Regions from separate parts of the Sus scrofa genome. Here region 2 is linked to region 1. Evidence: chromatin contacts called from public HiChIP or PLAC-seq data. All regions are on one chromosome and are shown on one strand. The core of a region is the stretch at or near the end of the contact, and the rest is flanking DNA. Distances in the headings are between cores, read along the strand shown. Region 1 holds the start of ME2 (NAD-dependent malic enzyme, mitochondrial). Region 2 holds the start of MEX3C (RNA-binding E3 ubiquitin-protein ligase MEX3C).

Evidence for each region. HiChIP or PLAC-seq counts read pairs in DNA pulled down with a chosen protein or histone mark.
Region 2: a contact with region 1 is called in an H3K27ac HiChIP or PLAC-seq map of alveolar macrophages. The contact joins the promoter of MEX3C here to the promoter of ME2 in region 1. A contact is called at or near these places in 2 of 47 Hi-C or Micro-C datasets (embryonic fibroblasts and heart right ventricle) and 1 of 2 datasets of contacts at active chromatin or transcription factors (alveolar macrophages).

The regions. Positions count from the first base shown.
Region 1 is chr1:100,417,101-100,421,290 of Sscrofa11.1, forward strand. It overlaps ME2 (NAD-dependent malic enzyme, mitochondrial), which reads left to right and starts at 2,304. Exons shown (of 16, transcript XM_021093285.1): 1 at 2,304-2,851.
Region 2 is chr1:100,697,345-100,701,534 of Sscrofa11.1, forward strand. MEX3C (RNA-binding E3 ubiquitin-protein ligase MEX3C) reads right to left here and starts at 1,933. Exons shown (of 2, transcript XM_021093297.1): 1 at 1,119-1,933. The coding sequence starts at 1,860.

The DNA of each region.
Region 1 (4,190 bases), core at 1,054-3,553:
ACACTGCATTTTGAAGTATACCTATATGAATAAATGCTTTATTTCGACATCACAATGTAGATTCCTGAGGGCAAGTATTGTTATCTTTCTCATTCCCATTTCCCAATTAGTTCATCTCAGTAGAAAATGTCATACAAAAAAATAAACTACACTCTGAGGATTGCTTAATCAATGCATGGTTTCAGACAGTTGTTCTTAAACTTGAGCCAGTATCTAAATCACCTGAAGAACTTGTCAAAACACAGACTGATGGGGGCCAACCACAGAGTTTTTGATTCAGTGGGTCTGGGATGGGGCTCAAGTATTTGCATGTCTAACAAGTTCCCAGGTGATGATGATGATGAGGAGGAGGAGGAGAAGGATGAGGTGATGATCCAGGACCACACTTTGAGAATGTTTCCTTTAGAACAAAGAAGACATCAACATTCTAAACCTGCCCATTAATTATTCAAACGTTAATCATATGTAAGGACTTAGGAATACAGGGAGACAATTTTTATAAATCCCCATTTTTATGGAACTTATACAGGAAAATACATAAAAAAAATACAAACATGAGAACCATGAAGAAACACAGGTATTGGAGACGCATATCAGAAGTTTCTTATTTAATTGGTACAGGGTAGGCATCAAAAAAATTTTTAGGGAGTTCCCTCCGTGGCTTAGCAGTTAATGAACCCAACTAGGATCCATGAGGATATGGGCTAGATCCTTAGCCTCACTCAGTGGCTAAAGATCCGGCATTGCAGTGAGCTGTGGTGTAGGTCACAGACGAGCCTCGGATCCTGCTTTGCTGTGGCTGTGGCATAGGCTAGCAGCTGTAGTTCCGACTGGACCCCTAGCCTGGGAACCTCCATATGCCACGGGTGCGGCCCTAAAAAGACCCCCCCCCCGCCAAAAAAAGTAAGACTACTAAGGAAGATGCATTAATAGAAATGATTTTCTGATTTTCTTTTATAGAGCCTATCCTAGAATACTCTAGATATTTGATTAAATGCCAATGATTGGTGACATTGGTTTTAAACTAAAAAAAGGAGAGATACATGCTGTTGACAGGAAAAGAATGAGGCTGCTGATGGAAAGAATTAGGACAGAGAAGAGACCGCCCAAGATGAATGGCACCTGTAATTTTTAAATTTTCTCCCATTCAACTTGCTGCATCTTGACAGTTATCTGGCAAGCAGGGCTTTTTTAGGTCATGCTTTTTCATAGTCCCTCTTTCACAGCTGTGGTTACTATAGCAGCCATGCCCATCATTTATCCTCTACTCTTTCCCCAACATGCCCAATGTGGCATGGTTGCTCCAAATTTTACATAATTGTAAACGAGTTTAGAAGGGGAGAGTTCATTTTTCTCTACTTCTGCTCAATCTTCCCTATCCTACATTTCCATCACTTTTAATTTTCTCATTTCATCGTTGCCTCTTTATCCTTTACATCTTTACTTAAAAATTATTTTTACTATATTTTATTTTCTTATTTTTATTTATTTATTTATTTTGCCTTTTCTAGGGCCACTCCTGTGGCATATGGAGATTCCCAGACTAGGGGTCTAATCAGAGCTGTAGCCACTGACCTACACCAGAGCCACAGCAAGGCCAGATCCCAGCCGCGTCTGTAACCAACACCACAGCTCACAGCAACGCCAGATCGTTAACCCATTGAGCAAGGCCAGGGACCGAACCCGCAACCTCATGGTTCCTAGCCGGATTCGTTAACCACTGCGCCATGACGGGAACTCCTACTATATTTAAAAGCACAAAAACTCGATTATAGTGAGGACTTTCTGGTGATAACATTTTATGAAACAAGAGTGAAGAAATATCCTTCAACACCGCAACTGTGGATGGGAACAGATTATTCATCTATTTCCCGATGCTTTGAAGACAACAATTTAGGGTTCCAGGGCTTTTCTGAAAGGGAATACTGAATATCTATTGGTGGTGACTGTAATGATAAGGATCATTAGTAAATTCCCTGCGGGCCAATAACTGTGCCAGCAAGGGTAGAGAGGGGCAAAGAATTCTGCAAAATAGCGACGCTTCGACAAACAAAAATTGCTGAGAAACAAAGCGTTCCTAAAGTGAGGAGGCTTTGCATTTCCTGGGTCCTCCTTCTGCAGCTTCTCCAGTCTCCTGGCTTGTATCTAGTTCCTAAATCTCGCCCATCCTCTCCCGGCCTCCACTGGCTGTCCAGGACGGACCCGAACCCTTAGCCTTCCTCTCAGGTTCCGCGACTGGTACCCGCAGACCTGCTCCACCCGATCCCCGGCCTCGCCCGCGCCTGCGCAGAACCTCTTCTCGCGCGAACGCTCAGCAATCACCTCCGACCTTCCCGCTAGCTGCGGAGATGTGAGGTCCCCAGCTGTTTTCATGGGGCTACGGTTTTTTTCTGTATATCAGGATTCCTTCCACTCTACGCGACCCCTCTCTCACTCCTCGGGGTCGGGCTCTTAAGGGAATGAATCCGGCCTCCAAACAGTAACCTCAAGCAACCGGACAGATGAAGGTCCTGACAGGCTGGGACGTGGGTGCTCAGGCTGCGAAACCTCCCGGCGGAGCCCCGCCTCTTAAGGCTGCTTCCTGCCTCCGCATTGGCCCGCCCGCCCGTCAGTCTCCGCCCATGGGGCCGTGCCGGCAGTCTTCTCAGCTCCTCTCCTCACTACGCGGATTTACTGGTGGCCTCCCCGGTATCCAGCCGACCCGGCCGGGTGGACCCTTAGCTGGCGCCGGCTCCGGGAAGCCTAGAGAAGGGGAGGGGCGGACTCAGCTGGAGCTGAGCATCGTCCGGGTGGGCTGAGAGGCCGTGGCCTCTCCGTTCGAAGCACCACCTGTCGCGGGGCGAGACTTGTGGTAAGGCTCTGCGCGGCGCGCAGCTGCGGGCGGCCTGGAGCGGCGGGGCCCGGGCGGGAGTTCCGGGATGGGAGCGGGCGCCGGCCTCCTCTCGCCGGGCCAGGGGAGCAGATTGCGGACCCGCTGTCGGCTTCCGCGCGTGAGGCCCTCAAGGTCTCCGCTTAGAGGGTGGGAAGGTGGGGTGAACGGACGGGAACGGAAGAGGCTCACCGAGTCCCGGCTGAGAACGGGGGCAGCGGGTCGGATGGCGGCGACCCTCTCTTCGGCTGTCGGCGGCTCTTCCCTGGCGCTTAGGGACGCGACTTCCCAGTCCAGGGCGCCCTCCTTCCGACTCGTAGTAAGGCCCTGAGGACTCCGTAACAGGAGCATCTTTTACCCTTTACTCCCGCGCTCGGTAAAGACCGTTTTTGTGGCTCCATATTCCTTTATCAAATAGATCTCTTCTTCTGCAGGGATGAATTAATGGCAGGATTGGGCATTTTGTTTGTATGTTGCGATTGTTCTCACTTTAAAGGAAGTTTGTTGCGGGCTAGAAAGTTCTAAGAATGGAACCGTTCTGTTCATTGATATGAAATGACATCTGTGGACTATGATTGGCAGGTTGTTGTGTTTTTTCCCCACGCTGGTGATAACCATTTCTGCTTGTATGGTATTACATTGAGATCCTGGATTTGACTTTTTTTGTTTCCGAAGATAATTCTAGAAAATTTACGTTGCCTTTTGGAGTGAAGAAGCGTAATCAAAACAATTCTCAACAGACATGCTTCCTTACAAAAACGTGTTATCTCATATCTGTGTGATTTACCTTCTTAAAGTTTATGGCAGGCACGTCAAACCAAAACAGGTGATAGCATTGTTACTTCTTTTAGAGTTGCAATTGATAACCATAGAAGCTGTATTAACTGTTAATCATGGGCGGGCGCTTCTCTCTACAAGAATTATCTCGAAATAAGGCCCTGAGGTCGATACTGTTACTGTCTCTAATTTACAAATGAAGGTTAAGTAACTTCCCCAAGATCAACAGGTTTTAAGTAGCAAAGCCTGGATTCGAAGTAAGGCAGTCTAACTTAATAGCTCCAGCCCCCTCTTAGTGCTCCATTAAAATTGTTCATGTTGGAAAGCTAATTGCAATGTAGTACTTAAAAGTTTTGATCTTTTGTTGCCAAGCATTCTAGAAATTAGATAAGAAACAGTCGTTTCCTTAACAGCCCATACCGCCCTCCCCCATATACACACCTGTACATGTTGTATATATACATATTCATAAACATATGTATATACACACACTATAGTCGTCACACAAATGATATATAAAGATACACTGTGTAACGACTATAAC
Region 2 (4,190 bases), core at 683-3,182, 280 kb after region 1:
GAAACCACCATTTCGACAGACCTCTTATTTATGTGTACTTTAGACCACTTGGGAAAGATGAGATCATTTAAGCAGCAGCGCCATCATTTCTCTTTATTTGACCCCAACAATGCTCTCAACCTAACAGTAAAGAGACATGCATCAACCAGGTTAAATCATATTGTAGTAAGTCAGCTGCAGGTAATAGTTACTCCTTTATAAAGGAGGGGGGGGAGCTACACTAAAAGAGCATAGGACGTTCTCTAAAAATGCCGGATACAGAGGTACTCTGGGCATCCCCTTCCCCCACCTTCACAAATCTACTCCTGGAATCTGAGACATAGGTCCTTTGTCTGAACAATGTGGGAGGAGTCTGTCTGCAGTACTAGTGTGCTGGCAAATGAAGAAGAGTATTTACTGAAAACTGTATAAACAAATAAAGTTCCTTAACTCAATTATTTTACTGTTCAATTTTTCTCCATCGTGTACCCTAAAGTGTTCAAAAAGGTAATCAATGTGCCTTTTCGAGAGTTAGAATGTATCAAAAGGAATACACTAAGATCCACAGAGAGTTAGGCTGTTCTTCAAAAACTAAATTTCTGAATAGCGGAGGGGTGGGGGGGGGGTGGCGGTTGGAACGACCGCATGAACATCCCCTTCCCCCTCAAGCTCTTTCTACAAGCCTTCATTTCTGTCAATTTCTTCATCCGAACAATCTGCTTGTAAGGGAAGCCATGCCCTTTTTACAAGACAGTGGGCTGCGCAAACTTGTCATCTCGTAGCTTTCCGTGCACAACACCGAATCCACAACCGACCCGACCTTTTACCACCTCACTGAGGTTTTTGGTGCCACGCCAGCCGGATGTTCCAGGAATTCAACCCGAGTAGAGTGAACACCGCCGGACTGGGTGGCTCGAGAAACTTACCACCTTTTGTCAGGCAACAGAATAGGAGCCGAACACCGTGGGATTTTCGCAAGGTGACCCATCTTCTCATTTCCTCGGCTCCTCCCAAACCCCGTCGCGGTAGACGTGGGGGAACTCGCCGGGCTTGTCTTTTCTGCCCCAAGCTCTTTTCTTTCGTCTCCCCACCCACGCCCCGGGCCATGCCCAGCTGGACTACCCCCAACCCGTACTCACCCTGGCGACCGACAATCTCGGCGACATGCTCAGAGCTGGGCACCGGGACGCACTCGGTGGTGTTGACGCTCTTTCTCCGGAGCAGGGCCGCCTGCTCTCCGTTCAGGGCGGCTGCCGCCGCCCCGCAGCCACCGGGGCCGTAGGCGTGGGACAGCATCGCCGCCATCATGCCCTGGGCATCGTCCCCTCCGTAAAGTACTCCAGCCGCCGCAGCCGCCGCGGCCGCTTCCCGAGCATCGAAGCCGGCGGCGGGCAGCAGCACCGACCCCAGGGACCCGCCTGGGATCGGCTGGGTCTGGGAGGCGGCGGCCGCGGGCGGCGACAGCAATAGCAGAGACGGCCGGTCCTCCTCTTCTGCCTCCTCCAGCTCTTCCTCCTCCAGCAGCTCTCCGTCCAGCTCCGCTTCCTCCCCCTCCTCCTCGTCCTCCTCCAGCTCCAGCTCGGCCGACTCCGAAACCCCGGGCCGGCCGGGCGGAGCCCGCTCCTCCGGAGACAGCCCCGCCGCCCGCCGGGCCTGGCTCTGCGCTGCCGCGGCCCGGAGAGCCGGGGCGCCGGGCTCCGCTGGGCTGGGGTCGTCGAGGCCTAGCGCGGCCAGGCGCTCCCTCAGCAGGAGCCCGTCCCCCTCGAGCTCCGGGCCAGCCGCGGGCGGCGGCAGTGGCGGCGGCGGCGGCGGCGGGGGCGGCTGCGGCAGGGGGGCCGGGGCCGCCGCCAGGGCCAGGGCCGCGGAGCTGCCGCTCGGCATCGCGGCGGCGCGCTGTCAATGGCGGCGGCGGCGGCGGCCGGGTCAGGCGCGGCGGGCGGCGAGCCCCATGGCGGACAGGGCCCCGGCCCTGCTCAGCGCGCAAACACCTTTCCTCTGGAGAGGCGGCGGGGCTGGCGACCCGGGCCGAGGAGCGCCAGGGCCCCCGGAGACCGGAGAGGGCGGGGTGGAGGGGCAGGGGAAGGAGGCAGAGGTAGGTAACTAGGTGGGTGGGTGGGGACGGCGGCGGGGCGGGCTGGTGGAGGTGGCAGCGGCTCCCCTCTCAGGGTTTCTTTTGTTTCATGGCCTTAACCAGCCCCCGGCGCGCGCGGCGGCGGCGGCGACGCCCCACGCTGCTCTCCGAATGAAGCCGGCGGGCTCTGATTGGCCGCTTTTAATCCTTGGGAGCCCGCCCTCTCCTCCCCTCAGCCTTCTAACTCCTTTCCCTAGCCCCACCCCCCCACCCTCTTTTTGGGCCCCGCCCCGCTTTTCCCCAGAGCTCTCTGATTGGGTGACCAGGACGAGCCAGTCCCCCAAGCCTTCTCCTTCCGTCCTCTGCCCTCCCCCCACCCTCCCACCCCTTTCCCTACTGGCTCACGAGGAGAGGGACTGTGATTGTTCGCTTTACATGTCACTCTTTGTGACGTACCCAGGTGGGGGCGGGAAGGGAGGCGGGACGAAGGCGTGGCAGCAGAGGCTGAAGCTAGGGCCCGAATTGGGGTTTTTGCGCAGGCGCACGCAGTGGAAGCATACACCTGGTTTTCTCTGGTTCTCCGCATCCCTCTGGCCCACCTGGGTGGGGTCTGTTAGCGCACAGAGGGAGCGGCCTTGGAGTGTAGCGTAGGCTTGGGCCGGGAAAGCGTTGTTGAAGAGATTTCCCTCTTTCAGGGTAAGGGCCTAGGGAGAGTCATCGAAGGAGGGGCCAGTGAAGTGTTCCCCTCTCCAGCCGCGGGGGTGGTTTCCTGAACCGCGTGGCTCCTGGGCCTTCCCTGCACAACTCGGGCAGGCTCCTCCCGCGGGGCAGAGCCCTCCCACGCCCATCTGGCCCGGCTCCCAGTGCGTGGCCGGTCGGTTACATCAGGAGCCTTAAATGCTGAACTTGAGTTCTTCGGGGCTTTTCAAGGAAATTAAATCATCGTTTCCTCTTTCAAGACGTTCTTCCCACAGTATTGTCCGGTTTTTAAATGACTTGTCAGAAAGAAAGCCTTATCGCTTTCCCTCATCTTGGGCTAAGACTACTGTCACACACACCTTTCCCTTGCTCCCCCCTCCCTCCACCCCTTTAGTACCAGTAGCCTCCCCAGGTTAGTCTTAATCACCTGCGTTGTCTCATGGAGATAGAATGTGAGCGACGTAATGTAATTTTAAGGTTTCTAGTGTCCCCATTACAGAAAGTAAGAAGAAACAGTTTTAATAAGTATACTGAGTTCAATAGATTCAAAATACCATTTAAAATGGAATTAACATACAATTATTGATATGCTTTATAGTTTTTTATGCTATCTTTGAAAATAGTGTGTATTTTACACTAGGATAGCTCTATATGTTCACTTCGCAGTAGCCATATTTCAAGTACAGAATAACTACTAGAAGTTCTTGATTTTTGAAGTATAACTTGAGATCCTTTCTGTACTGGATATCTTATATCTTGCTCCCTGAAACTCGTTTCTTATGTTTGAACTTGAATGAGCGCCTGCTTTTCTGAATTGTCTAAGATGTTACAAGACAATAGTCCCAAGGAAAGCTGAACTATGTCTTTTGTTTCTTTATTTTGTGCCTTTACTGCCATGTGCACAATCCTACTTCAAAGGCATAGAGAATTGTAGCGAATGTAAACTTTTCTGTTACTCCAGTGTTTCCCTAGTCCTCCTATAAGCCTGTAAATCACTTTTCTAACAACTCACTTGTAGCAGTAGCCTCTGGAGCAGTGATTTTTTGTTGTTGTTTTTTGCTTTTTAGGGCTGCATCCTCAACATATGGAAGTTATCAGGCTAGGAGTTGAATCAGAGCTGTAGCTGCTGGCTTACACCACAGCAAGGTGGGATTGGAGCTGCCTCTGCAACCCATACTACAGCTTGTAGCAACGCTGGACCCTTAACCCACTGAGCAAGGCCAGGGATTGAACCCAAATCCTTACAGATGCTATTCGGGCTCATTTCCACTGAGCCACAATGGGAACTACCTGGAGCAGTGATTTCAACCCTGGCTGTATGTACATCAAAAGTCAAGAATGTATTTAGGAGTTCCCATTGTGGCACAGCAGAAACGAATCCGGCAGGTATCCATGAGGTTGCGGTTATGATCCCTGGCCTTGATCAGTGGGTTGGGGATCC